Linked DNA regions of Mus musculus: all the other regions are linked to region 4. A link is a contact called in public promoter capture Hi-C data. All regions are on one chromosome and are shown on one strand. The core of a region is the stretch at or near the end of the contact, and the rest is flanking DNA. Distances in the headings are between cores, read along the strand shown.

Region 1 (4,611 bases), core at 2,058-4,557, 1.6 Mb after region 4:
TCTTCTCTTCTCTTCTCTTCTCTTCTCTTCTCTTCTCTTCTCTTCTCTTCTCTTCTCTTCTCTCTCTTTCTTTCTTCCTTTCTCTCTCTCCTTCCTTCTTTCCTTCCTTCCCTCCTTCACTCTTTCTTTCTTTCTTTCTTTCTTTCTTTCTTTCTTTCTTTCTTCCTTCCTTCCTTCCTTCCTTCCTGTCTGTCTGTCTGTCTGTCTTTCTGTCTTTCTGTCTTTCTTTCTCTTGAAGCAGGTTTTTATGCTTAGCCCAGGCTGGCCTCAAACTCTCAGTAGTCTTCATGCATCAGCTACCTGAGTGCTGGGATAGCCCCATCCTCTTTGATAGTATTACTCTGAAGAAACAAAACCACATTCTCCATGAAATAAGGACAGAGAACTGTAAAGAGAATAATTTAAATTGAACATAGGGGAGTAATAGAATAGGCCAACAGGGATGAAATGAGCAGAATAAATGTCTCTGTGGAGACACCAAAGAAGATTGAATCTGTGATGGCTAAGTTTCACCCGCTTTCTCAGGATGCAGAGACACATTTGACAACAGTCAATGAATGCATGGTTTTAGTGGGACCCTAAAAATCTGTTCACAAAATGACAGGAATGTATTGTGGCTTTTCTAAGTTGAAAAGATCTTTTGTTTTTAGAAAATTAACAAATGGTGCTACTGAGACATATAGTAGCAACATTTGAGTCCTGAGGATAAAAAAAGCTCTGGGCAGATGAGATGGTTCAGCTGACTCCAACAGTTGTCCTGTGATCTCCACACATCTGCCATGGCATGCTCGCTCTTCCTCAAAAACTCAACAATAATTTCAAAAGGATGAGACACACTCATAAAAACTCGAGGTAAAGTGTCTTCTTTAGACAGATAAGCCCAGCTCTGCCGCCATTTCCAGTGAGACGACAAGGGGATAAAGATGGAAGATGGGAAGAATTTTGTGAACAGAGAGTGAAAGCATTTTCACCTAGGTCAGGTTCTTAGAACTGTCAGAAAACAGTCATGTGACAGGTGGGTCCAAAGTAGGAATAGAAAAATCAGAGCTTAAATACTGGCAATAACATGAGACCAAGTAAACAGAGTTGGCAGAAGCCCAAACCAACCTAAATGGGTATGTGTGGTGTTGGATGCAATCCAAGGTCTCATACTCGCTAGGTTTACACTCAGTCCCTGAACTACAACATTCTTACCCAGCATTCCCCAGGCAGAAACAAGGGATCTCTGACTTAAGGGCCATGGTGAATACATAGGGAATTCCAGGCCAGCCAGACAGCCAGAGCTACCTAGTGAGACCCAGTCTTAAAAAACAAACAGCCGAGCGGTAGTGGTGCACGCCTTTAATCCCAGCACTTGGGAGGCAGAGGCAGGTGGATTTCTGAGTTCGAGGCCAGCCTGGTCTACAGAGTGAGTTCTAGGATAGCCAGAGCTATACAGAGAAAAAAACCAACCAACCAAACAAACAAAATCCCTCACAATAACGTCTCGAAATACATGTTGTTGTGGGCCAATCAAAACTTTCTCTTGCCTGGTAGCACAGACCTCTAACCCCAGTACTTGGTAGGCAGAGGCCGTCAGGTGTCTCTGAATTTGAGGCCTGGTCTAGATGGTGAGTTCCCATACAGCCATGCCTCTATAGAGAGACCCTGCCTCAGGGAAAAAGAGGAGGAGGAGGAGGAGGAGGAGGAGGAGGAGGAGGAGGAGGAGGAGGAGGAGGAAAAGAAAATGTCTCCTGGGGATTCTTCCCATATTCTGTTCTCTTCTCATCCTCTTCTCACTGAAAGGGGTAGCAAAGCTGGACTCATCTGCTTAAAACAAGGATGACACGTTACCTCTCTGACCTAAATGAATATCTTGTAATATGGTGGCCACAAACCATGAGGATCATCACATTTCCATGACACTCAGTTCACAGAGTTGTAGAATATATAAATGATCTGTCATTGGCTAATGACAATAAGATCTTAGTTTATTTAATATACTTCCTTATTTGGATTGGTTGATTGGTTTTTTTGGTTGGTTGGCTTTTTGGTTTTTTGGTTTGGTTTGGTTTGGGTTTTGGGTTTTGGTTTTGGTTTTTTGAGACAGTGTTTTTCTCTATGTAGCCCTGGCTGTCTTGGAACTCGATCTGTAGACCAGGTTAGAATCGGTCTCAGAGACCCTGCCTCTGTCTCTCAAGTTCTGGGATTAAAGGCATTTACTTAATACATTTAAAAGCAATCATTAGAACTGAAAACAGGAATTCATTAAATTCACTATAGGAAATAAAAACAATTGTTTAAAAAGGCAAAAAAAATTAAAATCTATGACATAGTCCTATGTCATAGGATGGCTAAACTCATCAGTTATCACAATCACAACCTACAGCCTTTTGCTAAGGCGGAAGCCTGGGCCTAGCTTGCTTCCTCATACTGATCAGACCAAGGGCATAGTTGAAGGCTGAGTGCTTCCTTTAGGAAGTTTTCCTGGGCAGCTGGCAACCCCTTTAGTGTATGCCACCTGCACTTGCCAAGGTGTTGATCTGAGTCAAAGATAAAGTCTTTACTCAATCTCTTTTTAGGATGGGGTTTGTTAGTTTTACAGCAGGCACGGGGCACAAGGTATAAAATACAAATTTCCTGTAGCGTCAAGTTTTAAATTGGTCAATTTATTGGCTCTTGCCTCCACCTAGATCATAGTCACAGGTGCCTTCACACCCCCGCATCTTGTAGGTTTGAAGGCTCTTCAGGGTTTTTTGGTTTTTTTCCCCCCCCTTAATTATTTTTTAATTCAGTGTATGGTTGTTTCGACCATATGTTTGTGCAGCACCTGCAGAGGCCAGAAGGTGTCCAATCCCTTGTAACTAGTTATCATGTGGGTGCTGCGAATTAAACCCAGGTTCTATGGAAGAGCAGCCAGTGCCCTTGACCACTAAGCCATCTGTCCAGTCCCATATTTGAAGGATTTAGGACATCTGCTGCACAGGGAATAGCTGGTGCAGGAGTTGAATCTAGAGTCCAAACAAGGTTGTCCATAAACCAAAGGGCTCATACACCCAGATACGGGGTTCAAAGAGAGTAGGAATTTGCTGGATTTCTGGTAGGACAGAAATTGGGGATTGACCCCAAGAATTTGGTACAGTGGCTAACGGACTGAGGCCGAGTATCTGCCACCCAGCCTTTTGGGCAGGCGGGCCGGCGCTCAGCGACCAAAGGGGTTAAGGCACCGAGTCCCACCCCCGTCCAGGATTGGCGGGTCCCGGGGGCGTGGCCGGAGGGCGGGCCCGCGTTTGCCGCAGCCGCTGGTGGGCGGGCCGGGCGCGGGGCGGGAGGGGCCAAGAGCAGAGCCCGGCCGCGCCGCGCGCCCTGTGGGGCGGGCTTCGGGCTGCGCCAGAGAGCGGGACAGCTAGCGCCGGTGTCTGAGCCTCTGCGCCGGACTCTGAGGCAGTGAGTAAGTGATACAGGCCTGCCGGGGTGCCCCTCCAGGTTCTCCCTCAGGTCACCATGCCCGCTGCATCGCTCGCTGCTTCTGGCCGGTGGGAAGCTGGGGAGGGGGCGCGTCCCGCTGCTAGGGTACCGGGGAGCTGGGGGGGGATGAGGCCGATGATGTCATGGACGCTTCAACCGGCGCGCGGGGAGGGGGGGGTGGCGGCCGGAGGGGGTGCGGCCCGGATTATGTCACCTCTTCTCTCTGCACCCCGCCCCCCCCCGGGGGCCACGCGCGTTGGTGGAGAACCGAGGGAGGTATGGGTGGAATTTCTCCAACCGCGGAGACCTCTGTGGCACCTTTGCAGAGATTTTGTGGCTGGGGTCTATGTGCTAGTGAATGGCGACCCTCCCCCTCCCCCCCCACACACTCTGACACACACATGCACAGCTGAGGCAGGCTCCTGTGTGAGCGGGTGGGTGGGGGTGTGCTGTCAGTACCTTCAGCACTGAAGCACTGGCTTCATCAGAGTCAGGATCTAGGGGATGGGCCTCTTCCCCTGCAGGTGCCCACATTTCCAAGGGAAGATGAATCTCCCCTCACACATCCCAACCAAGAAGTTCTGCTCCCTGAATCCCTTCCCTTAATCCTTCCTGGAAGCTTTTCCTTGTTTCTATGTCTGCATTCATTTCCTATTGACATTGCTCATAACCAACATCCCCACAAGTATTGGCCTTGCATTTTCATGATGCCGGGGGGGGGGGGTCCAGAGACCCCTGGGGTAACACAGGCTTCCAATGGGGAAGGCTCACAGTGAAATCTCCCTGGGTCATCCTGAGCTAAGTGCTCCAAGACCTCTTGGGTACCAAGGATGCTGAGGAGTATTTGGACTGGTTCCAGAAGAATGTAGGCTGGGCAGAGAGCTGAGAAGAGGTCATGTGTGGAGTGAAGAGCTGCTTTCAGGAGAAATACAGGGTGGATATCAAGAGAGGCCTTAGAGACTCTGCTACAAACTCTACTTGGTTGTGGGTGCCAAAAAGAATACCATGGATTTTACACATAATCCGTTTCCTTTTTAAAAAATCGCTGTAAGGTAGGTGTGAGAATTTGAGTCTGCTTGAGGTTTCGTAGCTGAGCTGTGATTTACACCTGGAGCTGATGCTGCAGGAATTCTAAGGCCCTTGACCCTGCTCGGGGAAGGGTTT
Region 2 (4,705 bases), core at 1,818-4,317, 1.0 Mb after region 4:
TCAGTACACCTACCACTGACCTATCTCTCCAGCCCCAAGATTTTTTGTTTGTTTGCTTTTTTGTTTTTTGTTTTTCGAGACAGGGTTTCTCTGTATAGCCCTGGCTGTCCTGGAACTCACTCTGTAGACCAACCAGGCTGGCCTCGAACTAGGAAATCTGCCTACCTCCTCCTCCCAAGTGCTGGGATTAAAGGCATGGGCCACCACCACCCGGCCCCAAGATTTATTATTTATATTTTATGTACTTGAGTGTTTTGCCTGCATGGATGTCTGTGTACCATGTTCCTACAGAGGCCAGCAGAGAGCACCCACAGATGGTCGTGAGCTGCCACGTGGGTACTGGAACTCAAACTCTGGTCCTCTGGGAAAGCAGGCAGTGCTCTCACCCACTAAGCCTTTTTTCCAGAACATCTAAGCTTACATTTTAAAAAATACACCACTTTTATCTGTTCACTCATTTATTATTGCATGTATACGATAGGTGTGTAATGTGTGCACACATGTCACAGCATACACATGAAAATTGGAGGACGATTTTTTTGTGATTTGGCTCTCTCCTTCCACCTTGGCTTCCAGGGATTGAACTCGGGTTGTCAGGAGTGCACAGCGTGCAGTTTTACCTACTGAGCCATCCCACCATTTAGACATTGGCAGTGCCTTAAATGCAAGCATTGCTTACGAAGCACCACCATCTGTAATCACGTGTTTTGATTACTTGTCTCTTAGCTGTCCTCCACCTTGGGGAGAAGAGAGACAAGATATGCCACATCCAATTTAAGTACCATTGGAGTGGAACAGGCACCAGATCCATTAGCACATACCCAAATGACAAGCCCAGGAAGTAAGTCTGATTATTTAGAAAGTAAAAGGAGACAGTGGGACAGAACTCCAGGAGGAAATCCCTGCTTAAACAGAGGTGATCCAGGAAAGCCGCGATTGGTAACATCTCACTGAATGATTTTCCATTGTGAAAAGACTGGAGTCTGGGGCAGAAGGCAAAGCAGATGCCAAAGTTCTAAGATGGGATGGAATCTGGAGTGAAGAGAATCTAGGTGAGTGACGTTTAAAGCTGAGGGGAAGGACAGAGGTCAAGGTCAAAGAGGCCACCAGCACGTAAGGTGTTGTGGGAAGGACTTTGGGTTTTACTTGATGTGATATGGGGAACCACTGGAGAGCCTGGGCTCTGATTTGCACTGCAGAACTCTCTGGAGGTTCTAAGGTCTTTGAGAAGCCCAGGATGGAAGGAGGGTGACAAGTCAGGGCCCTGTGAGAGGATGATGAAGGGTGTGGCCCGGGTGGCAACAGAGGGGATGAGCAGCTATATTCCTGGTGCTTTGTAGACAAGGGAGGTAGGGTGGCAATCAAACATGGCTTCTTGGGAAGTGGGGCAAGGAAGGTGCCATTTACTCAACTCTAGGGAAGGCAGTAAGAAGCCATGGAAAGATGGCCCTTCAGAGCTCCGTTTTGACAAGTTTAACAAGCTGTTGGTTTCCAAGAGTATTGTTCAGGAGAGAAGAAGGAAGGGATAGAAGAGGGAACCAAGTGCCCATCATGGAGTCTGAGGCCTCTGAGAGACAGTGCAGGGAGTACCCACGGCTGTTGCAGGTGCAGGCCCCTGCCACGTGGGAGGCGGGGTGCCAGTTCTGCCTAGTGACCTCTGCCACTGCTAACTACCAAATGCTACATTCCTACAAAGAGCTAAGGATGGAAGGCTGGGAGATCAAGGAGATAAGATTGAGGTCTGTTGAGCCTTCAGGGGATGAAAAATGAGGCCTCTGTAGAGGCCAGCCTGATGAAACCCTTCCTCCCCCTTTCCCAGGTCACCTAGAAAGATGTGACGATGAGGGAGTCAAATTATTGGTTTTCTGCAGTCCAACCACAACTCTGAATGCAGCCTGGGGGCGGGGAGTGGCATGGAGCCCCACCAAAAGCAGAGGAAGCTCACAGTTATTCATTTCTCGAAGGTTCTCTGTTAACAGAGGCAGCCTGAGGTCCTTTTACTTATGTCCTTTAACACAATCACAAGAGAGGAAGTGATACCAAGCTACACGGCTGACCTGCAGTGTGGAATTTGTACCCAGACTTGTTGCCATGACCTAACAGCATAGAGGTCCCTGCAGCAGGAAAACCACAAAGCCCCTCTTTACACCAAGGTCACTGCCTGGGGATGTGACTATAGGGTGAGAAGATGCAGCATTTAGGCTCTTTGAAGACATAAAAGTCTCTCAGACACAACTGGCATCAATGCTGCCCTTACTGACATTCACCTGAGTTCTGAGATCGAGGCTGAATGCCCTTCAAGTTTTTGAAGCTTCCCGGTATCCAAAGAACATTGTTTTCTGCTTTCTTTTGATTTCATCCTTTTCCTCAAACTTCTTTCTTATATCAGACCCTTTCTTATAACAGAAAGGGAGGTGGCAAGAGTGTCCTGGACACAGCAAAGCTTCCGACCTGACTTCCACAGAGCTTCTGTCCGGGTCGTGGAAATAAATATCCACACTCCCGAGGGACAAGTCTCCTGGCCTCGGACTAGATTCCTGTCGGGACTCAGGTCTCCAAGTGCAGGGAGGCTGTTTTGAACAGATGTTATTGCCTGCAACTGCCCAGATCCAGGATCAGGCCGTAGCCCGGACTGGCAGGCCTACTCCCTGGCGCGGCTGCCACAGGTCGTTGCTCGTAGCCAGGCCTCGCTCGAGTCACCAGGGCCTGGGAGAAGCAGGGGGCACTCCGAGGTTCTTTCTGTCCAGCCTGGGCAAACTCTCGGCACCACCTACCTGCTTGCTAAAGGTGCTGGATGCGGATCAAGGAACTGCCGGGGTCGCGAATCCGTGTGTGGCCGACCTCATTCTCCCCTAGTTCAGGAGCCTCTCCGACCCCACGCGCCCAGGCCCAGGGCGCCCATGCGGACTCCCAGGCGTAACTGGCCCTAGCCAAGGTTCCCTCCCTGAAGGATCTCAGTGAACACAGAGTCCTGAGCACCGACGCCCAGGCTGCAAACTTACCAAGAGAAACCAGACTAGGCAACAGGTTGACCGCGTTCGACTGTGCAGAGCCCTCGCAGATGAAGGGGGCGGGACGAAGCCAGCCACGCAGCTATTGGTCAGGCGTGGGGAGGAGGGGCGGGATCGGAAGCGCAGTCATTGGCCTGGCAGAGCCAGACTGTGATAGAGTTGGAAGTACGGCTGTTGGCTGGGCTGGGGATGCCTGGGCGGAGCTGAGCTAGGCCGGTCGCAGGGCCAGTGGATGAGTCCTGATGTTCCGGAGCGGCTGGTCTAGCGGCTGGTGCCCCGCAGGCCTTGCTTGAGGTCTCTTCTGATTTCCTGCAGGTGCATTAGGGAGATTGTTTCTTCCTGCTTAGTCTAGAACACTTTTCAGGGGAAGTCCAGATACCCAGAAAACTGCAGTTCTTAGATTCCGTTCCATTCCTCAGGCAAAGCAGATCTTCTAGCCAAGTACTGGAGGAGAGAGGGTCTTCATGTGATCTGCTCCTATGTCTCCAGTGCTCCATAAACGTAGTGTCGCACAAAATGTCATAGGGACATGAGTGCCTAGCCAGATGACACCAGCTGGGCTGGTAGGAACAGGATGCAGCAAAAGACTGCATCTATCTGGGGATATGCACCAAGCTACAACCGCTTATAGCTCCAACACCAGGGTAACCCGACTCCTCTGACCTCCACTGGCTTACAGAGACAAAGGAACGAAAGCTTTTCGCTTCCAGTCAATTCTTTCAACCAGAAGTAAAAAACGAACATAGTTAAAAAGAAATCAGTTACCTCAGCACGGCTAGATGGTAGAAATGTCTTATAACTCGATGTAGGTGGAGAGTACGCAGCTGGAGCACATGTAAAAATATATCAACTGGGGCTGGTGAGATGGCTCAGCAGGTAAGGGCACTTTTTGCCAAGCCAGAGATCTGAGTCTGACCACTGTAATCTGCATAATGGAAAGAGAACTAACTCCAAAAAGCATTGGCATTTATCACCCCTCCCATCATAAATATAAAACAGGAAAAAAGCTGAAAAATGCATCAATGACATACTTAATGCTATAATCTCCTATCTAATACAGTTTTAAAGACAAGCCTAAGGGAGCACTGAGGTTAGAGCTGCCACCATGCTGGAACTCTTTGAATGAAATTAGATTTTATTACTGTTTGTTTTAGTTAGGGTTCCCGTTGCTATGAAGAGACATCATGAGCATGGCAACTCTTAGAAAATTTAATTGGCATTTGCTTACAGTACAGAGGTTTAGTTCAATGTGGTCATGGCAGGAAGCAAGGTGAAGTAGGCACCATAGCAGGCAGACATGGTGCTGTAGAGGGGCGGAGAGTTCTGCCTCTGCATCCTCAGGCAGCAAGAAGGAAGAGCAAGTCACTGAGCCTAGGTGGAGCTTCTGAATTTCTTCAACAAGGCCACACCCACTCCAATAAAGCCTCATCTCCTAATAATGCCACTCCCTATGAGCCAATAGGGGCCTTTTTCATTCAAACCACACTGTTCTTGGTAGCTGTTCACAACCTTCAGCATATGCAAATCACACATAAGATTCATTGCCTGGGACAGACATGGTAGAAGAACTCCCCAGAGCTGTTTTCTGATGTCCACAACTGCCTGTCCCTACAAAACAAATTTGAAAATGTAAAAAACAACTCTGAAGTGAGGTTTAGTGACTTAGTCTTGTTGAAAGCAACAAGGGCCTCTTA
Region 3 (4,789 bases), core at 1,161-3,660, 1.1 Mb after region 4:
TCTGAGTTCAGTACCCAGCACCCATATACGGCAGCTCACAACAACCTGGAATTCCAGCCCCAAGGGTTCCAACGGCCTCTCTGGCCTCTCTAGGACCACACACTTGCGTACACATATCCCCATGTAGAGAAACATATAACACATAGTTAAAAGTCAAAAAAGAAAGATAGGTCCTCAAGGGCAGGTACCAAGTCCTCAGTGGTGGGACCCCTCCCTTCCCCACTCACGTGCGCTCTGCCATCTGCGGGTCCACAGGGCTGGGGGAGTCCATGCACAGACCTGGTGGGACAGAGAACCTTGGCTTGCAAGTAGCAGCCCTCCCTGCTTACTTTTCCCCCAAGATAGAGAAACCTCTTTCTACTTAAGATCAAGACATACCTTAATGAAACAAAACCTACTTATGAACCCTAAGCATGGGACATTGCCCCCAAAAGGACACAGGGCTACAGTCTCCATTTACTATGGAAAAGGTATCTACAGTTTTTGTTTTGCTTTTGTTTTTTGTTTGTTTGTTTTTAAAGATTTATTTATTATTATATGTAAGTACACTGTAGCTCTCTTCAGACACACCAGAAGAGGGTATCAGATCTCATTACAGATGGTTGTGAGCTACCATGTGGTTGCTGGGATTTGAACTCAGGACCTTCAGAAAAGCAGTCAGTGCTCTTCGCCGCTGAGCCATCTTGCCAGCCCTGTTTTTATTTTTTAAGTACAAGGCTTCCTAAGCATTTGATAATGGTTTTCTAAGGAGAAAAAGCTACAGCTTAAGAGAATGTTTCACAAGGACCGACTTTTGGTACTGAGTGCCTTCTGGGTGGAGCTGTAGTTTAGTGGCTTCACCGCTAGGTTTCAAATAGGTAAGATACCATCTCCTACCAAGAGCCATCCTTCCTCAGGCTCCCAGTTTAGATTGGGTGTGGTAAGACCCACAAGAGGTTTGTTTTCTTCATAGTTTTGAAGGCAAGGTGGGAAAAGACTCTGGGTCCATCAGGCTGTGGAAAGGACGGTGATCTAATGGGCAGAGAATTTAGAAGGTCCAGGAAGTTCTCGGATCTCTTCTGGTGGTGGTGGTGGTGGTGGTGGTGGTGGTGGTGGTGTGTGGGACCCCTACTAGGGGCCCTGGACCTTACCTGCATCCGAAGATTCTGAGGACTCAGATGACAGGGAGCACTCAGAGGTGCGCCTGGACAGGGATAGGTCTGCCAGCCTGTTCTGGAACGACAGGCTTCCTACTTGAGCTTTTGGAGGCTCACTAGGAAAGGAGAAGAGGCACAGAGGAGGAGAAAAAGAAATGGATGTTGGATTTGGAAGCTGATGGGTCCATGCTCCCATGTATTCCCTAACTATGACAGGCCCATTATCACGGAGAGGTGATCCTAGGACTAGCCTGTATCTCAGGTCAAAGATTTTCATTCCACTGAGGCCCAGGAGCGTCTTCTCTGGTTTGACTGGTTCAGGAAAGACCCTTCTAAGGGTCTGGAAGAGCGAGGAGGATGGGCAGGAGACAGTCCAGAAGCTCTGTAGACCATTCTCCTGCTTGTCACATCCTCACCTATCCAGCGTTTTCCTGGAGGCAACAGCTAAGCAAGACCTGGCTTTCTAGTGCAGCTGGACCACCCACCTGGGACCCCACAGGCACGGTTAAGGAGGTGGTCAGTCTTTTGTCAGTTTAAGCCTTAGGCAGATACTGGGTGCTTTCAAAGAGCAGGGCACAACCTTTTAAGACCCACTTCTATGCCAACCTCATGGTCCTCTGCCTAAGGATAGTGTGCAGGAGGCACAATGAAGGAGCAGTGAGGTAAATGATCCTTAGACGTTCATATCGAGGGTGTAAGTCGCATAGAGCACACTCGTCCCATGTCACTGAAACAAGGCTAAAGGGGTTGGAGTTCTGCACTTCTAAGCTCTGGTGCCTAGTCTCTCCTGATCCGGGCCTCCCATTCCACTACCACACCCAGCTCCCTTGGGGCATCCTACCTGCCGAGCCCAGCGAGGTTGTGCATGGTCTGTGTAAGAGTGGTAACCGGAGAGGAGGAAGCTGTAGGCTCCGGAGACCCCAGGAAGCCATCAGACTCAAACTCAAAGACCGAGAGGTGGCGCGGCCGCTGAATGCCACCCAGCACGCGGGCAGGACTGAGAGCTGAACCCGGCGCAGACTTCTGCAGGGGTACCTCCATCGTGGCGGGGCGGGCAAAGGCTAGCTAGAGGGCCACAGTACAGCGGCCAGCAGACGCCGACCCAGCTGGCTCAGCTCCGAGAGTGAGCCTGGGGTGAGGGGAAGGAGGGAGGGAAGGGAGGGAGGAAGAGCAATGGGCCTGGGAGTGAGGAGAGGGATGTGGGGAGGAAGGGAGGGGAGGACGCCGAGCTGGGCAGCTGCCACCTCCACCTCCTTATATATTCGAAAAATAACAGCGGCAGCGCCGCCAGACGCCACCAATGGGGGCGCCGGTTCCGGGAGGGCGGGACCAAGGGCGGGGCTGAGGCTGAGGCTGGACCAGCTACTTCTGCTCGCCTGGCTTCTTAGGGTGACTCGGGGAGTTGGGTTAACCCCCTGCCCCACACGTACCGCCCCGGCCCCGCCCGCTCCCATTGACGCGAGAATCCTGGGCCTCCAGGATATTGCCTCCTGGAACAGGGTTTGGAGGTGGGAGCAGCCCTCTACCCTCAGAGGGAGTAGTCATCCCCTAAGGTGGCCTCATAAGGAGCCCTCAACGTTTACCATCATGCACGTTCATCAGTAAGGGACGGTGCGACGCTCTGCTTGAGCCCAGGACGTTTGCCAAGTATGCTGTGAGCACTGCGTTCCCTGTCCAGTTCACAGACCCCAGCGTTGAAAAGCTCTTTAACTCGTTTAAGGTCACAGGTTCGGTTGAGTGGCAGAGACATAGAAGCTCCCTCAGGGACTCCGCTGATGGTGCAGCCTCCTGTCATCGCCCCTGGACCTCACAGAGCAGCTGCAGTCGTTTGCTGGCAGCCCTTTGCGAGGCACAGTGGAACTGCTGGGTTCTGGGGCACCAGAGTTTAGATGTGACCCCACTGAGCCTATTCTCCTGAGAATTAGACGCTTAGATTTAGGCAATGATTTCTGCAACACACAGTTGGGACATGCCACCAGAGAACCCAACTAGGGGGAAAAAAATCTCACACCCACTTGGCTAATTTGGGGTTAATAGCACCATATTTAGTGTTTCTTTGAAGGTGAAAGAGGCTGAATTTGCTATTAGTTTACAATGAGCGTTTTCTAATGACCTAATCACCTTGCAGCTGAGTCTGTTTTCCTGGAATGAGCTGGGAAGGACCTAGTGGGCAGTTGAGAACTTTTTCAAATTCTGCAGTGAAGGTGTGGCTTCTGGGACGGGTTGTGGGGTGCAGTACAGGATGTAGGAGCTGAGAGCAGCCTTCACTGTTTTAACCACCACCAGGTAGGGATGGCAAAAGGGTAATGAAGGGTAGGGATGGGGTCTAAGAGGTTCAGCTGTGTGTGAAGGAGGACGACACTAGCCACACCTGAGTGCAGTGACCAAAGTAGGAGCCATGACCGCTCTTTTCTTTCAACATTTTGCCCAGTTCCTGTGCTATGTTAGGAACTTATATACTGCTATTGGGGACCCATTTCTTATTCCTGTCAAAGGACAAGGTCCAGACCTACAGCCCTTAGTGCCAGCACAGGGAGAGAAATGTGACCCCACAAGGTCTTCCATTCCAAAGACCTGGAATAAAATCGCTCTGAGGATTGTATTTTCAAAACCAACATAGCTGTTTTCCCCTCAACCTGCATCCCAGCACACACACCCTTCTAGGTGAGGAGGGGCCATGCTGTGTTGGTTTTTGAGGGTAATAACAACAAAATAATAACAACAAAAACTAATCCCTAGAGATCAGTTAAAAGATTTGCTCTTTTTGAGATTAGGGAGAGGAGTGTTATATTATGCAGACCCAGCTGGCTTCTGGCTCTGTATATAGAGTAAGCTGGCTTCAAATTTATGGTGATCGGGCTGTTTTTGATTCCTGAGTGTTGGGATTACGGGTATGAAGTGCCACTACTGGCATGTTAAAATCTTACGCTGCAACCTGCAGAGTTTTATGTGTATAGGTGCTTTACCTGTCTGTACACCATTTGCCTGCTTGGTGCCTGTGCAGGACAGAAGAGGCCATCAGATCCCCTGAACAGATGGTCCTGAGCTGCCATGAATGTGCTGGGAGTCAAACCTGGGTCCTCTACTAGAGCAGGTAGTATTATTAACCTCAGAGCCATCTCTCCAGGGCCTTTTTAGAAACTTTGTTTCCTCTACTGGTTCCCTAACACACATCTTTTTTTTTTTTTCTTAGCTGTGGCATGTTAAGTTTTTGAGCCACCAAAAACTCTGACAAAGGATGACATCATATGACATGAAAGGCAGCCAGCCCCACCACTAAGTCTTCAGAAACAGTATTGTGAGAAATTTCTTGTATCATCTCCTGAAGACGATTCATATTTAGCCAAAGGAAACATGGTGGCAGACATGGATGATGGCCACAAACAGAATTAAAAATTTCCTAGTAGCCACATGCAAAAGGCAAAAGGGAAGCTGGCCTCCTGTACTCTGTAACCTCATGGAGGCAGAAGAGAGGAGTGAGGGTCATTGAGAGTTCAAGGCCAGCCTAGGCTGTAGAGTAAGGTCCTGTCTCAAACAAGCAACCCCAAACTACTACCAACAAAAAATAAAAAAGGGCCTGAGGTGTGTCTCAGTGGTAGACTGTTTGCCTAGCATGCGCAAAGGCCTGGTTCCTGACATCTGTTCATAACACA
Region 4 (4,670 bases), core at 1,564-4,063:
CGTGTTTTCCTCTGACCTCCACACATGCGCTAAGGCATGCATGCACCACATATAAATAAATGTTAATAAAACAATAATTTATTACATGTAAAACAAGAAATGCCAGCATTAAAATTCACAAGTGGATGAAACTCCAGATGCAACAGAATAGTACTCTTTTTAAAAAATATTTTTAGACTTTTATCCCTAGACTTGCACTCTTGAGCATTGACATCCTTAACAAAGCAGAGTGTAATACATTAAAAACAGCAGCAGCAGCAGCTCAGTGGGAAACTGATAGCACTACTATAAACAGACAGTGTGAACACCTCTCTGTCGTGTCTTCTGTGAGGATGGAGATCATGTGTTGTACAGGTCAGGCAAGCACTCTATCACTATGTAACCCTAGCTCCCATGTTTTTCTTTCTTTTTTTTTTTTTGGTTTTTTTTTTTTTTTTTTTTTTGGTTTTTTGTTTCAGAGTTTCTCTGTGTAGTCTTGGCTGTCCTGGAACTCACTCTGTAGACCAGGCTGGCCTCGAACTCAGAAATTCACCTGCCTCTGCCTCCCAAGTGCTGGGATTAAAGGCGTGAGCCACCACGCCCGGCTCCCATGTTTTTCTTAAAAGATACCCACAAGGGTAATATATGATTAAGGGGTGGGGGCTGAAAGTATAGTAGTGGGGTTTTCTGGGTTTTGTTTTTAATTTTAAAAAAATTGTATTCAATATTTTAAAGATTTATTTATTTATGCATTTATACAAATACAGGTCCTTTCCTGCATGTACACCAGAGGATGGCATCACACAGCTGTGAGCTGCCATGCAGGTTCTGGGAATTGAACTCGGGACCTTTGGAAGAACAGCAAGTACTCTTAACCACTGAGCCATGTCTCCAGCCCATAACTGTTTTTATTTGTAACTATTATAGTATCAAAATTGTATGTGATATAGCACTGTGTGGTAGTTTGACAGTTTTCCTCGTTTGTGCTGCATAAAATAATGATGCACCTTATAAGCTGACATAAATGCTGGGCTGGATGCATACACACCAATTTTAAAAAGTCAAATTTGCCAGCCTGGTCTACCAAGCAAACTCCAGTACAGCCAGGGAACATGAGAGACCCTTATCTCAAACAAAACAAAACAAAACAAAACAACTGAATAGATCTAAAGTTCTGTAAAATCCACACGCCGGGCAGTGAACAGTGTAGGGAAACCGAACACTTGCCATCAGAGTGGTCGAGAGTATTCTAGACCTGATGGAATCAATGAATCTTCAATACTGTGAGAGTGATTAATACATTTGTGTCTCAGCATACCTAGATATATGGTGAAAAGAATAAAAGAAAAAAAAAGCTGAGAAATCCTACAAACCAAGATATTAAATGAAACTAAAGAGTTAAGCTTGATGCCAGACTGTGGCATCAAATTGTGAGTTCAAGGCCAGCATGGATAACAGAGTGAGTTTGATGCAAGCCTCAAAAAATTATGGAGACTCTTAACAGGCTGAGGCTATAGCTCAATAAGTTATACAGTTTTCTGGCTAAATCCCCAAGCCAGGAAAAGAAAAATCAAACAAGACAAACTAAAGGGAAATGCAGTGAATAAGGAAAGAATAAATGAACATGAAATGGAATTAATATGCTCCTATGTAAACTTTTTCCCCTTTGGTCAGTCTTGGTAGATAGTCCAAGGTGAGTTTAAATCTAGGCCCTCCGACCTCAGCCTTCCCATGTGCTGGAATTATAATCACTAATCACTCTCACCAGCTAAAACGGTCCTTTTAACTTTCTGAAATTGTATATACCTTATTAGTGAAAAGCAAACAAACAAAAAACCCTTACACACATAAATAAAACATCACACACCAAAAGCTTTCTTCACAACTCAACCAACTTCTATACAGTTAGAAGAGGCATTCCAAATGGAAACTATCAAGTTTCACATTAAAGTATTACACTTTCATTATCAAATATATTTTACCTACCACCAAAACCAAAAGAAAAAAACATGAGAAATTGAAAAACTCTATATCCTTTTGTAAATGATGTTAATCTACCTGCAGTCAGTTCTTCCCCATCCTCATAATCAATAGGAAAAACAAAAAAACAAAAAAACTTTAGTAGAACAAAATGCTGCAGCCCAGGGACATATGAAAGACGCTCCACCTGCAACAGCTAACATTTTCAGGATGGGGCTCAGGCTCGGGTTCATCTTCAGCCTAAAATTAAGATGAAAATACTAGTAATATCTACCTTTAGAAAAATGTAGAGAACCAGACATAAAAGGAAAATAATTACGTGATACATATGGACTTGGTATCTTCTTTGGAGAAGCGTTCACGTTAAGAGGTATTTTTTTAGTCTTTAGAGAGAAAAGTTCAGAGCGACGCACACAGAAAAGTGATATGAAATGGGGGGGGGGGTAGGGGTGTTAAAATATGGTGGCCTCTTTATTACTCGATATTTTGCAGCGTATTTCTTACGTTAGGGAAAACGCTCCGTAGTGTTTAAAATACTCTCCAGCTTCAAGGCAGGCCGCCGCGCACAGCTCGATTTGCCTGTGACTTCCACTTCCGTGGCGCGGAAACTTCCTAAGGATGGAAACTGCAGCCTAAACTCCCACAAACTTGGGCGGTGACGACAGCCTACGCGAACCCCGTGATGCCCCTCGCCTCCCAGGCTCCTACCCCGCAGCCCCGCCTTTGCATACGCGGTGGGGCGGGCCTTGCTCAAACCACGGGTACGATTGGTCCTTGAGGAGAGGTGGGTGGATCAGCGCTGTGGCGTCATGACCTCGCGCAGGGAAAAGGCGCGCGCCTAGGAAGCCGCGGCATTAGACGGTTGCGGGCGCAGAGGGTTGGTAGTTGTCGCTGTAGGCCTTCGCTGCCGCTTCTGCATCGTGAATCGGGGGACCTTGGCAGCCAGACCTCGTTCCTCTTAGAGTAGCTCTCATCTAGTCGCCACAACTCCGCCACCATGTTTGAGGCACGCCTGATCCAGGGCTCCATCCTGAAGAAGGTGCTGGAGGCTCTCAAAGACCTCATCAATGAGGCCTGCTGGGACGTCAGCTCGGGCGGCGTGAACCTGCAGAGCATGGACTCGTCTCACGTCTCCTTGGTACAGCTTACTCTGCGCTCCGAAGGCTTCGACACATACCGCTGCGACCGCAACCTAGCCATGGGCGTGAACCTCACCAGGTGAGCGGGTGGCGGGAGCGGGGCCCCACTCTTCCCGCTTCCGCTCTTGGCGGGGCTGTGACTCTGCACGCTCATTGGCTGGCTTGGCCATCCGCGCTTTCTGATTGGTCTATGGTGTCGGGGGCAGCCCTCACCAAAGCGCGCGGTTCCGAAAAGCCCGCGCTGGCAGTGGCGCCCACTCTGTTTCCGCGCCAAAGCCACAAAGCGGGAGTCCGCGGGAAAATGAGTGCTCCGGAGCTGTGCTCATTAAATGCCTGCAGCTTTGAGTGGCTGGTCTTAGCGCCTAATAAACGAGTCTTAGTGCAAATGTAATGTCGACTTAGAGTGACAATAGACCTTTTCTTGACTTCCAGAGTCTCACTGCGCATCATGGATTTGAGGGGAAATCTGTCAGTTTTAGCTTTTAACTTTGCTACAGCTACCTAGGTTAGTGCCTCCTGTATACGTGTTCAAGGACAGTGTGTGACTTATTTTAGTACAGATACATGGATTAGTGCCACTTGTATACATTTTGAAAGATTTACGAAAAGGCCAGACGTGATGGGGCACATTCTCCAGTACACTAGAAACCAAGGACACCCCGCTCAAAAAGATGCTTTCTCGAATGTTGGCTTTTAGTGCATTTTACTAAGTCGGTTTTAAGAATCACATATACCCGGTAATTTGCTTCACCCCTGAGAGAGTTTGGGGTACCCTTAGCCCCTTTAACAGTTCTCCAACCGTGAGTGTGAAATGGTACAACTTGTAATTGCTTTTTAAAATATAGATGTGGATTACATGTTGATAAAGCCTGTCTTTTTTTTTTTCCCCCCTAGCATGTCCAAAATTCTAAAATGTGCTGGTAATGAAGACATCATTACATTAAGGGCTGAAGATAATGCAGACACCTTAGCACTAGTATTCGAAGCACCAAGTAAGTTAAACACCTTTAAAACTCGGTAGTTACGTGTTGTTTCTGTTTCTCAAAACCAAAAAAAAATATTAACAATATTGTAAAATTTCCATCATAGATAGGACCGTGTGGTGTGCTTTGGTAACATTTTCCTTCTTTTGGTAGATCAAGAGAAAGTTTCAGACTATGAAATGAAGTTAATGGACTTAGATGTGGAGCAACTTGGAATCCCAGTGAGTTACCTTGTTTCTGATTGTGTGTTACCCTGCTGTGATACCAGCTGATGCGTGTTCTGAGTGGAGTGGTGGTATTGGGGATGAATGGCACACTGCCATTTCACTAAACCACAGCAGTCTAAAGTTGATTGAGTTTTAAAGAAACCAGAAGTCTTGCATTCTGAGTTCTGGTTAAGATGCTAAATCTTGAGAACATGAAGCTGAGCCTTCCCCCTTTTCTAGACTGACCTTTAACTTGTGGGTTTACAGGAACAGGAGTACAGCTGTGTAATAAAGATGCCGTCGGGTGAATTTGCACGTATATGCCGAGACCTTAGCCACATTGGAGATGCTGTTGTGATATCCTGTGCAAAGAATGGGGTGAA
Region 5 (4,717 bases), core at 1,339-3,838, 1.6 Mb after region 4:
ACAACAAATCAGGGGCTAGAGTGGGTGAGCAACCAGGTGTGCAAAGCTATTGTTTTGAAAATTACACCTCAATATAGTTTATTTTTGTGTTTCTGTGGTGTAAGGCATGAACTTTACCACTTTGCCCCTCACCCCAACACACACACACAACTTTTATGAGACCAGCTTTCACTATGTAACTCAAAGTCCTCCTATTTCAGCTTCCAGAATGATAAAATTAGAAACACGTACCACCGAGTCCTGCTCTTTTTGTACATTAGACTATTATTTCTATTTCCATAGGAAGACTGTACGTTCAAGGCCAGCCAAGGCGGTACACCAAGAGCCTATCTTGGAAAGAAAGGAGGGAGGGGGCCATCAAGATGGTGCAGCAGGTAAAAAGCCCTTACTGCATTCACAGGCCTGAAAGCCTGAACTTGTCAAGTAAGCCATGGTGCAAGAAGAGAACCAACTCCTAAAGCCACTCTCTGGCCCCATGCCCCACCCCCAACACATAAACATAATTAAAATACTTTTTTAAGGGCAGGGAGGTGGAAGGAAACTTCTGAGTTGCAGTCAGGAAAGTGCTGCACCTGTCATTCCAAATCCTTGTCCCTAGGCAGGTTAAAGGGAGGGAAGATCAGAAGTTCAAGGCCAACTCAGGTAGAGAGTCCCTTTTTCAAGAGATGGGGGAGGGGAGACATGGGGCTCGAGAGATGGCTCAGTGGTTAAGGACACCTGTTGCCCTTACAGAGAACCCCAATTTGGTTCCTAACACCCACAGGGTGGCTCACAACCATCTGTAACTCCAGTCTCAGCAGATCCAACGCCCTCTCCAGGTCTCCACAGGCACAGACATATATGCAAACTCATAAAGTAAGTTAATTTTTTAACTGGGCATGTTGTGCTGTGGTAGTGACTCAATGGGAAGAGCACTCGCCAACACAAGCACGGTGACCTAAGTTCTGGTCCCTTGCACCACATAAAAGTCTGGGACAGTCGTGCTACCTGTAACCTCAGCCCCGGAGGAGGCAGAGACAGGCGGATTGCTTGAGCTTGCTACCCCACCAAAGAGCACACTCTAGGTTTGAGACTCTGTCACGAGGGAATAAGGAGGAAGATAATCATTGGCTTTAAGTCCTGGGTTAGATCCAAAGTCAGAAGAAAATTAAATAAAGCCTCTGGGTCTTTGTTCTAAAAGCTGTAGCATGTAGAGTTTTGACAAACTTGTCACATTTTTCTTTTGTTAACCTGCCTTTTGTTATACTGTGGTCAGCCATGATTCTTTTTTTTTTTTTTTTAAACCCGAGTCTTTCTACTGCTGACTTTTATCTATAACACAACAGTGTTATTCTCCCAGAAAGTGAAACCTTGTCAGAGCTACCGTGCCAAACCCTACTAAGAAACGCCTGTGAGTGCCTCATGCTTTAGAGAGAGGCAGATGGAGGAGGATATGATGACCACAGCATGGGATTCTGGAAAACACATACTGAGATGTGTTCATTTCAGGAAGCGCTGCCAAGCATACTTTTAGACTAGCTTTATGTCCCAAAGCAAGCAGAATAAAAGGTTCACTATAGCCAGTTTTGGATTATCAGGTTGTCATGAAAAAATGGCAGAAAGAGGAACATTTGCCTGGTGTAACTTGGATTAAAGGTCCCTTTGTCCTCAGTTTAAGAATGCAGTGAATTGGTAGGCAGCATTTCTGCTGCTATGGGTACCTCAAGTTGGCTAGCTTTCAAGCTTTGAGGATTCTTCAGCCTCTCCCTCCCATCTTGAGGAGTTACAGAAGTGTGCTGCTACACACATCTGGCTTTCCCATGTGTCCTGGGGATTGAACTCAGGTCAGTCTTGACTGGCAAGTGCCTTTCCTCATTCATGTCAGCCATGATTCTTATGAGGTATTACACATCTCAGATATGGAAGGGTAGATGGAACTATACTCAATTTGGATCAACATCCCTCCATTACCCCCCCCCCACACACACACACTGCTTTTCAGGAGGGGAGGTGTCTGAACTCAGGTTTAAAATCTAGGGCTTCAGGGGTAATTTATCTTTGTCACACATGTCACTACTCCAGCTCCTATAGCCTGCTGACTTTACCAGCTCATCTAAAAAACTCGTGAGGTGGAGCATGCGTGCAGCCCCAGAATTCGGAAGCCAGGAGGGTCAAGAGAATAAAGTCAGTTCTGGCTACACAACAGGGTCAGACTAGCCTGGACTACACGAGTCATTATCTCCAAAATAATGATTATATATATAAAAAAAAAATTCCTCTGACCCTCAAGGCGCCACACTCCACGGCGGTCTCTCCCCAAGCCCAGACCTTCAACACAGCCAGGGGCAAACCCCACACTCCCCGAGGCTACAACTCGTAGCCTCGTTTCCCGCCTTCTCTCCCGTGCATCCCTGGTGAAAGCCCAGCAGCCCAATCACCACCCGCCTCCGAGACAGTCTCCACACCCCACAACACCTCCTCCAGCTTCTTGGCGTTTCCCGTCACAAACACGATCTTCTTCCCGACCAAAGACGCAGCCATTGCAAGCGAGGGTTACGGTCCAGAATGCCCAGTAACCCTTTGCCGGGAAGGTACTTCCGGCCGGAGGCGGAAGTAGGTAGCTCGGTTTCCGGCCCTATCGGATGCCTGAAGCTTGCCTCCGGCTACTGCTGCCAACATCCGGGAGGTGGCAGCCGCGGCAGATGAGCATCCCGCAGCCTGTGTCTGAGGCGCTTGGGACGCGCTGAGGGGTGGAGAGGTCTATCAGCGCGCAGATCCTCTGCTAAGCAACTCCGGGGAGCCAAGAACCCGCGCCCTGACGGGTGTCGGCTGTGGTGGCGCCCCTCCGGCACCTCCAACTCTGTTGAGAAAGACTATCTTTTAGACAAGGGCTGTAAGCCTGGGAGTCTATCCGAACCTCACTGCGAACTTAAGACAGCATAACCAAGCAGTCTTTTACGTGTTAGGCTTGATAGCTAGTGTTTCGACTCCTTTTTTCTTGCCCAGCTAACCCTATCCCTTCTCTATTCCGTCACCTCAGCCTTTGCATTGGGAACACACCAAGGAAGATGAGTGACCCTCTTAGCCCTACCCTGTGAGTGCATGAGCCCCTTCAAGAAGAGGGTGTCGCATTCCCTGAAACTGGAGTTACAAGTGCTTTTGAGCTGCCTGGTGTGGATGTTGGGAACTGAGCCTAGGTTCTCTGAAAGTTGTAAGCTCAAGCTGGAGAGATGGCCAAGCGGTTAAGTACATGACTGCTCTTCCAGAGTTAGTTGTGTTCCCAGCACCACATGGTGGTTTTCAGTTGTCTGTAACTCCAGTTCCTGGGAATGCATTGCCCTCTTCTGGTTTCTGAAGGCACTAGGCATATATAATGCAGCGCACATACGAGCAGCTAAACACTCATACATATAAAAAACATCTTAAAAAAAAAAAAAAGCCGAGCATGGTGGCGCACGCCTTTAATCCCAGCACTCGGGAGGCAGAGGCAGGTGGATTTCTGAGTTCGAGGTCAGCCTGGTCTACAAAGTGAGTTCCAGGACAGCCAGGGCTATACAGAGAAACCCTGTCTCGAAAAACAAAAAACAAAACAAAAGTACAGGGTGCTAGCTGGAAGTGTGGCCATTTATAATCCCAGCACTGAGATTAAAGCAGGAAGATCATGAATTAAAGGCTAGCCTGGGCTATATATGGTGTCAGGGATGTAGCTTGATGGTAGAACATTTGCATAGCATGACCAAGGTCCTGGGTTTGGCCCCCAGAATCACACACACAAACAATAGAATCCTAATCAAGCCTGGCTGTTTAGCTTAATGTTATTAACCTTGTACAGCCTTGGGTATTGTTATATAGATGCAACTTACTTAAGGGGCTTATGGGACTTAGGCAAGCACTGTACCACTGAGCCACATACCCAGCCCACTAATGAGTTTTTCTTAAACTCTAGAGCTGTCCTCACAGAGTAGCCAAAGCTATGTTCTCCTCAAATCTTTGCTCGTGACCTTAATATTGCGTGTTACACAATTCAGAAGCTTTGCTGTATACAGTGTCTTTGGAGACAGATCATAGTGTCCTCTTCACTGCCCCTCGATGGTGTTATTTTTTGAGGACCTGTGGTTCATTAGAGTTGGCTGGGAAAGGCTGGGCTGAGTAACATGGCCCTTCCTGCATGTCACTTGTCTCTCTCTTTCATGAAGTTAAAGGGAATCCTCAGAAAAGTGGAGAAGTAGAGGTTTTTAAAGCAAAGGTTAGAGAGAGAGAGAGAGAGAGAGAGAGAGAAGCTGAGGCATTTAACATCCAAGAAGTCACAAACACACACAAATATATATATATATATATATATATATATATATATATGTATATATATATATATAGAGAGAGAGAGAGAGAGAGAGAACAGGTACTAGATTTTATATATATATATAATCACATATAAGCATATATATTACATATATAGGCCAGGTAATTAATATACATATATATATATATATATATATCACATATAAAATAACATTTGTTAAGAAGCCAGCCAGGTGTGGTGGCACACGCCTTTAATCCCAGCACTTGGGAGGCAGAGGCAGGTGGATTTCTGAGTTCGAGGTCAGCCTGGTCTACAGAGTGAGTTCCAGGACAGCCAGGGCTACACAGAGAAACCCTGTCTCGGAAAAAAAATAATAATAATTCAGGAGCCAGGCAGGTCTGTGGTGCCACATGCCTTTAATTATAACCAAGGAAGAGG
Region 6 (4,847 bases), core at 330-2,829, 1.3 Mb after region 4:
GAGACTTCTCTGCTTACTGCTAGCCAGTCACACACTCTCTGCCCCTTCATTTCCACAGGTTCTCTTATGCCAGGTTCAGGCCTCACTCAGATCAAATGACACTCAAATGGGTGGCTTCTAATGTCACCACTTATCGGAATCCTGGAAGACCGACCACCTGTTTGTATTTTGCTTTTAGCATTTACCACTATCTGAAATTATCCTGCTCATTCCTTTTGCCTAGTTACGTGTTGACTGCCTGTCAGCCCTCACTAGAACATAAGATCAATTGGAGCAAGAATCAATCCTACGCCACGTTCACATTCCCTCACTTTCCCACGTCAAATGGGGAACCCAGTCAACAAATATCTGCCTGAGATATGGATGACACTGTAGGTCTTATAACTTCCCCTTGCTGTGTTCCTAACTTCTTGTGGACCACATCAAACTCTGGATGATGGATCTACCTGTGTGCATTATCCAAAAATTCTCTCACAACAGAAGCAAATAATAGATAAAAGCTAATTAAAAAGTGATCTCTCCAAGAGGTTCTGCCCCAAACCAAGCCAACTGCATGTTGTGGAGAATCTAGGGCTAATAGGATTCTCCTCTCTAGACAACCCCGTTCCAATAGGCCAACAGTGAGGATCCAAAAACTAGTTTCTTCACTTTCCTTGGAACAACAACCAATGGTACTTTTATCCCTGAAATCTTACAACCCAGCCTTACCTTCTATTTTCACCCAACATGTCACTTCCTCGGCTGTACTTCTTCCAGACACACATATCTCCAATCTCTTGGGCTGGTCAAAGGCAAGTGCTGAAGAACTCACTCACTCACCGTTTCCTTGATACCTCATTTATCCTAAATAAGCCCGTTTTCGAGGTGGGCTTTTATACTCTTCAGGACCCACATCTAACCCACAGCAACAAATGCCTCCCGAGTGTTCCCGTTCCTTCTCAATCTTCCACCACAGGCAGACCCGAAGGCCACCAAATGAACATCCCTCCAGGAGGCAAGCCATCATCAAACACAGTGGGGCAAATTCTACCCTCGCGATTTCAAGCCCTGCACCTGCCTTGGGCCTGGAACATCAGGCTGGGCCTGCACTCCCCACCCGCACTCACCTGAAGCGGCCCCCGCAGTGCTGGCATTGCTCGCCCACCCAGCCCGTGGGGCAGACGCACTGGCCGGTGCCAGGGTTGCAGCGGCCGCCGTTGACACACGGCCGGTCACATTCCTTGGCCTCGGCTGCGGCCGAGCCCGACACCGCCGCCGCCACCGCAGCGGCCTCGGCCTCCCGGGGCAGCGGCAGCAGCAGCAGCGAAAAGAGCAGCGGCAGCAGCGGCGGCGGGGGCAGCGCCCGCGACAGCACCCGCGGTAGACACAGCCGGGCGCGCGGTCCCGGCCTCCAGGCCCCTGTCGCGGTGCAGGGTCGGTGCTGCCTGCCCTTCCTGCCCGCAGGCGCTGCTGTCGCCGTCGTGCTCCCCCTCAGCCGCGCCTCAGTCGCCGCCGCCGCCGCCACCGCCACCATCTTCCTGGGGCTGAGCCGGCGCCCAGCGAACACATACACACCCCGCACGCCGGCTCCCCTTCGCCTGGCCGTGCTAGGCGGGGCCGGGCGACGGTGGCCCGGCGGGTCCATATCCAAGGCGGGGCTCCCGCTGTGCGTCGGGCAGGGGCGGGGCTGGCATGCGCGGGGGCGGGACCAGGGCCGTGGTCTTCCGGCGTGCCCAGCATGTAGACCTGCTCAATGCCAGGGTCTTAGCGCGGATGAACATCGCCTAGTCTACGGAGGCTCTTTGCTTTCCGCACCGCGCTACGACGAGTTAGCCAGTACCTCCTTACAGTGGCTGCCTGGCTCTGCTAGACAAGCTGACTGTGGTAAGTGTTACCCTTTGGACGCCTCCAAAGCTCAGCTTATAACCCCAACTCCATTTTGGTGAGAAACCGGACCCAAAAGGCTAATGATGTCGTGTGTTGCTAGCTGAGACCTGAAGAAGTAGTACTTACTGCATTCGCGTTTCTAAACTAGGGATAACAAAATGGCACGTGTGTTAATTAAGCACCTGCATATGAATAGATGTGTAACTGACTGAATGCACACACAGCCAGGCTTTCCTTGATAGCGAGCGGATTGAACCAGTGGCAGACCATGTCTATGTGTACCTTAAATTCTGCAGGAGAAGTTTAGCATTATCTTGTACCCCACGACCTATCCATATTCTCTGAAGAAAGAACAGCCCAGAATTACCGGGAGCGCTCTCAGCTTGCACACCCTTCTTGCTAACGCCAGTGCCTCTCCTACTCCCAATGATACATACTTCCCAATAGCATAACCTTGTATGGGCCACTACCCTGGAATGTACGCTGGACCTTGACTATATTAAACCGATAGAAGGATATGGTAAAGAGATAACGTGTCAGTTCCAGCTCTGATCTTATTTTTTGTTTCTTTTGTTGCTTGGTCTGGTTTGGGAGGTATTTGTTTATTTGTTGTCCTGGGATTCTCCTGCTCTTCCACCTTGGAAAGATTCATACAGAGGTCATATGGAGAGAAAAGGTCCCAGGCAAATGAATCTGGTAAGCTTATAGCTGGAAGAACAGTCACTGAGTGAAGAAGCCATATGGGTTGTTTTAGCCATCTGAGTTGTTCCACTAAAAGAATAGATAGATAGATAGATAGATAGATAGAGATCTATTTAGTTGGCTTACAGGATGCAGTCCAAGTAGTTCAACAATGGCTGTCCCACCCTAGAAAGGTGCTTGATCCACAAGACTGGACTCCACAGTCCCAATTCGGTGCTGGAGTCCTAAAAGATTCCTGGAGATCTCACTGCTGATCCAAAGAAGTCAGTTCTAATATCAGTGAGGTAACGCTGCAGAAACTTGATAGATGACCTTCCCTCCAAGAATAAGAACAAGCAGACAGAAAGCAAAGTTTCTTCTTCTCTGTCCTCTTATCTGCCATGAGAAAGTGCTACACAGATTTAGAATGAGTCTTCCTGCTTCAGGTAATCTGATTAAGACAATTCTTCATGCCCAAGAAATGGTGGCCCACACCTTTAATCCCAGCACTTGAGAGGCAGAGGCAGGTGGATCTCTGTGAGGCCAGCCTGGTCTACAGAGTGAATTCCAGAACAGCCAGGGCTACATAGAGAATCCTAGTCTTAAAAAGAAAAACCAGTTCTTCCCAAGAATGCCTATGTGCTTGTGTTGTTGTTGATCCCAGATACAGTCAAGTTGACAAGCAAGATTTCTCATCAAGTCTACATTATCTAAATAGGAACAAATCTTTCCTGTGTCTCATCCAGTGAGAGGCCCATTGCTCTTTCAAGCAATGTTTCAGCCTGCTTTAGAGAGGCTAATCAGAACTTTGCCTCATAATCTTGGGCTGTGCAGAGTATACTTATGCAGGTACTTGAGAGTTTGGGCACCTGGTCCTGGAAAACAAAGAAAACCTCACATACATGTATGAAACCTCTCTGATTAACCTGGGAGTAGAGAATTGGAGTGCACCCATAGTCAGACACCAGTGTCCAGCGCAGGCCCTGACCTTGCTCACTCTGCATCCCCTGAAGGCCTGGTAGAGCTGAACTGCATACACAGCAGCCTCACCCCAGCTATCCCAGGGCTCCAAACCAGATTCCAGTCTTCACATTTGTTCATTTCTTTGTCTTTTCTCTTTCTCCTCTACTGTGTTCTACATACGGCTGTATATGATGAAAGAAGGAAGCAGGAGACATGGACCTACCATGGTCATGTGGTAGACTACACAGTTACAACGTCTCCTATTGAATCTCACCTATCCCCGTGCCCGCCTCTCCCCCTCTCCCCACGGCCCCCGCTCCTGTTTTACCCTTAGCTCCCTGCTTCTGGCACTGTTTGGAAGCCTGTGGGCTGCGCTGCCTTGGAGCGTGCTCCTGCCTCTGGTTCTCCTTGCTTTCCCTTATTCTGTATTGCTACCATGTAAGCCATCCTCCACTCCATGCGTCTCTCTGCCACAGACAGCTGGGAACTCTGCCACGCCTTCCCTGTGTGAGAGACTGAAATCCTTCTGTTAACAAGAGCCAAAATAGATACTTCTTCCCTTAAGTTGCTTTTGCCAGGGCATTTTGCTCACAGAAGCACAAAAGAGGCTAACACTGTCTCCTGCCATGAAGAGAGGAAGCCTTTCTGGGATTTTCCAGTCTGAGATTCCTGGGTCACACAAAATCTTGACGATTCTTTCCAGCTGTCTCGGAACACTTGCTCTGGGGAAAGCCAGGGGCCATCAAAGAATTCCACTTTTCTGAAATTGCCATACTAGAAGGTAGCTATGCTCCAACCTTTCTAATCTACAGCCACTCAAGACGTCTCACTTGAGTACCAGATAATCAAGTAGCCAAGACAAGGACTCCCTGCCAAACACAAGTTACTAGTATATGAGCAAAATAAGTAAGAGTACTTGTTTAAGCCAGTAATGGGAATGACTGGTTACACAACAAAAAACTAACATATCCTGTAACTCACTTTCAACAAGGACAAGAGGTCTAGTGATGTAGACCCAATTAAGAATTCATCAAGAAAGGGCTGGTGAGACTACTCATGGTGGTACATGACTCCAGTCCCAGCACTGGGGAGGCAGAGGCAGGTGGATCTTTGTGAGGCCAGCCTGGTCTACAGAGTAAGTTCCAGGACAAATCAGAGATACATAATAGACAGATCCTATTTAAAAGATTTTTAATAAAAAAAAAAAAAACAAAAACCAGAAAGGGTTGGCTCAGTGGGTAAAGATGCTTGCCGTGTAAAGCTGGCAACTTAAGTTCAACCCCTGAAACCTGTATAAAGGTAGAAGGAGAGAGCTGACTCCACAACATTGTCTTCAG

Evidence for each region. Promoter capture Hi-C pulls out the DNA fragments that hold promoters and counts their contacts.
Region 1: a promoter capture Hi-C map of pre-B cells shows a contact between it and region 4, with 4 times the contacts expected there. The contact joins the promoter of Lzts3 here to the promoter of Pcna in region 4. A contact is called at or near these places in 3 of 39 promoter capture datasets (liver, maxillary cranial neural crest and pre-B cells).
Region 2: a contact with region 4 is called in a promoter capture Hi-C map of cranial neural crest. The contact joins the promoter of Mavs here to the promoter of Pcna in region 4. A contact is called at or near these places in 1 of 39 promoter capture datasets (cranial neural crest) and 1 of 115 datasets of contacts at active chromatin or transcription factors (astrocytes).
Region 3: a promoter capture Hi-C map of pre-B cells shows a contact between it and region 4. The contact joins the promoter of Cdc25b here to the promoter of Pcna in region 4. A contact is called at or near these places in 1 of 39 promoter capture datasets (pre-B cells) and 4 of 115 datasets of contacts at active chromatin or transcription factors (astrocytes, embryonic forebrain, forebrain and 1 more).
Region 5: a contact with region 4 is called in a promoter capture Hi-C map of pre-B cells, with 4 times the contacts expected there. The contact joins the promoter of Itpa here to the promoter of Pcna in region 4. A contact is called at or near these places in 4 of 39 promoter capture datasets (cranial neural crest, embryonic stem cells, liver and 1 more).
Region 6: a contact with region 4 is called in a promoter capture Hi-C map of pre-B cells, with 4 times the contacts expected there. The contact joins the promoter of Atrn here to the promoter of Pcna in region 4. A contact is called at or near these places in 3 of 39 promoter capture datasets (fetal liver, liver and pre-B cells).

What each region holds. Positions count from the first base shown.
Region 1 is chr2:130,641,540-130,646,150 of GRCm38.p6, reverse strand. Lzts3 (leucine zipper, putative tumor suppressor family member 3) reads left to right here and starts at 3,307. Exons shown (of 5, transcript NM_197945.4): 1 at 3,307-3,430. All of the region lies in intron 2 of Gm52563 (a long non-coding RNA gene), which reads right to left.
Region 2 is chr2:131,232,425-131,237,129 of GRCm38.p6, reverse strand. It overlaps Mavs (mitochondrial antiviral signaling protein), which reads right to left and starts at 3,067. Exons shown (of 7, transcript NM_001206385.1): 1 at 3,003-3,067.
Region 3 is chr2:131,184,569-131,189,357 of GRCm38.p6, reverse strand. Cdc25b (cell division cycle 25B) reads right to left here and starts at 2,410. Exons shown (of 16, transcript NM_023117.4): 1 at 1,978-2,410; 2 at 1,131-1,252; 3 at 228-279. The coding sequence starts at 2,177.
Region 4 is chr2:132,251,323-132,255,992 of GRCm38.p6, reverse strand. It overlaps Pcna (proliferating cell nuclear antigen), which reads left to right and starts at 2,813. Exons shown (of 6, transcript NM_011045.2): 1 at 2,813-3,177; 2 at 3,993-4,090; 3 at 4,235-4,302; 4 at 4,555-4,670. The coding sequence starts at 2,957. It also overlaps a transcript of Cds2 not described here.
Region 5 is chr2:130,665,673-130,670,389 of GRCm38.p6, reverse strand. Itpa (inosine triphosphatase (nucleoside triphosphate pyrophosphatase)) reads right to left here and starts at 2,588. Exons shown (of 8, transcript NM_025922.3): 1 at 2,455-2,588. The coding sequence starts at 2,520.
Region 6 is chr2:130,903,227-130,908,073 of GRCm38.p6, reverse strand. Atrn (attractin) reads right to left here and starts at 1,579. Exons shown (of 29, transcript NM_009730.3): 1 at 1,107-1,579. The coding sequence starts at 1,513. A730017L22Rik (RIKEN cDNA A730017L22 gene) reads left to right here and starts at 1,678. Exons shown (of 3, transcript NR_015523.2): 1 at 1,678-1,863.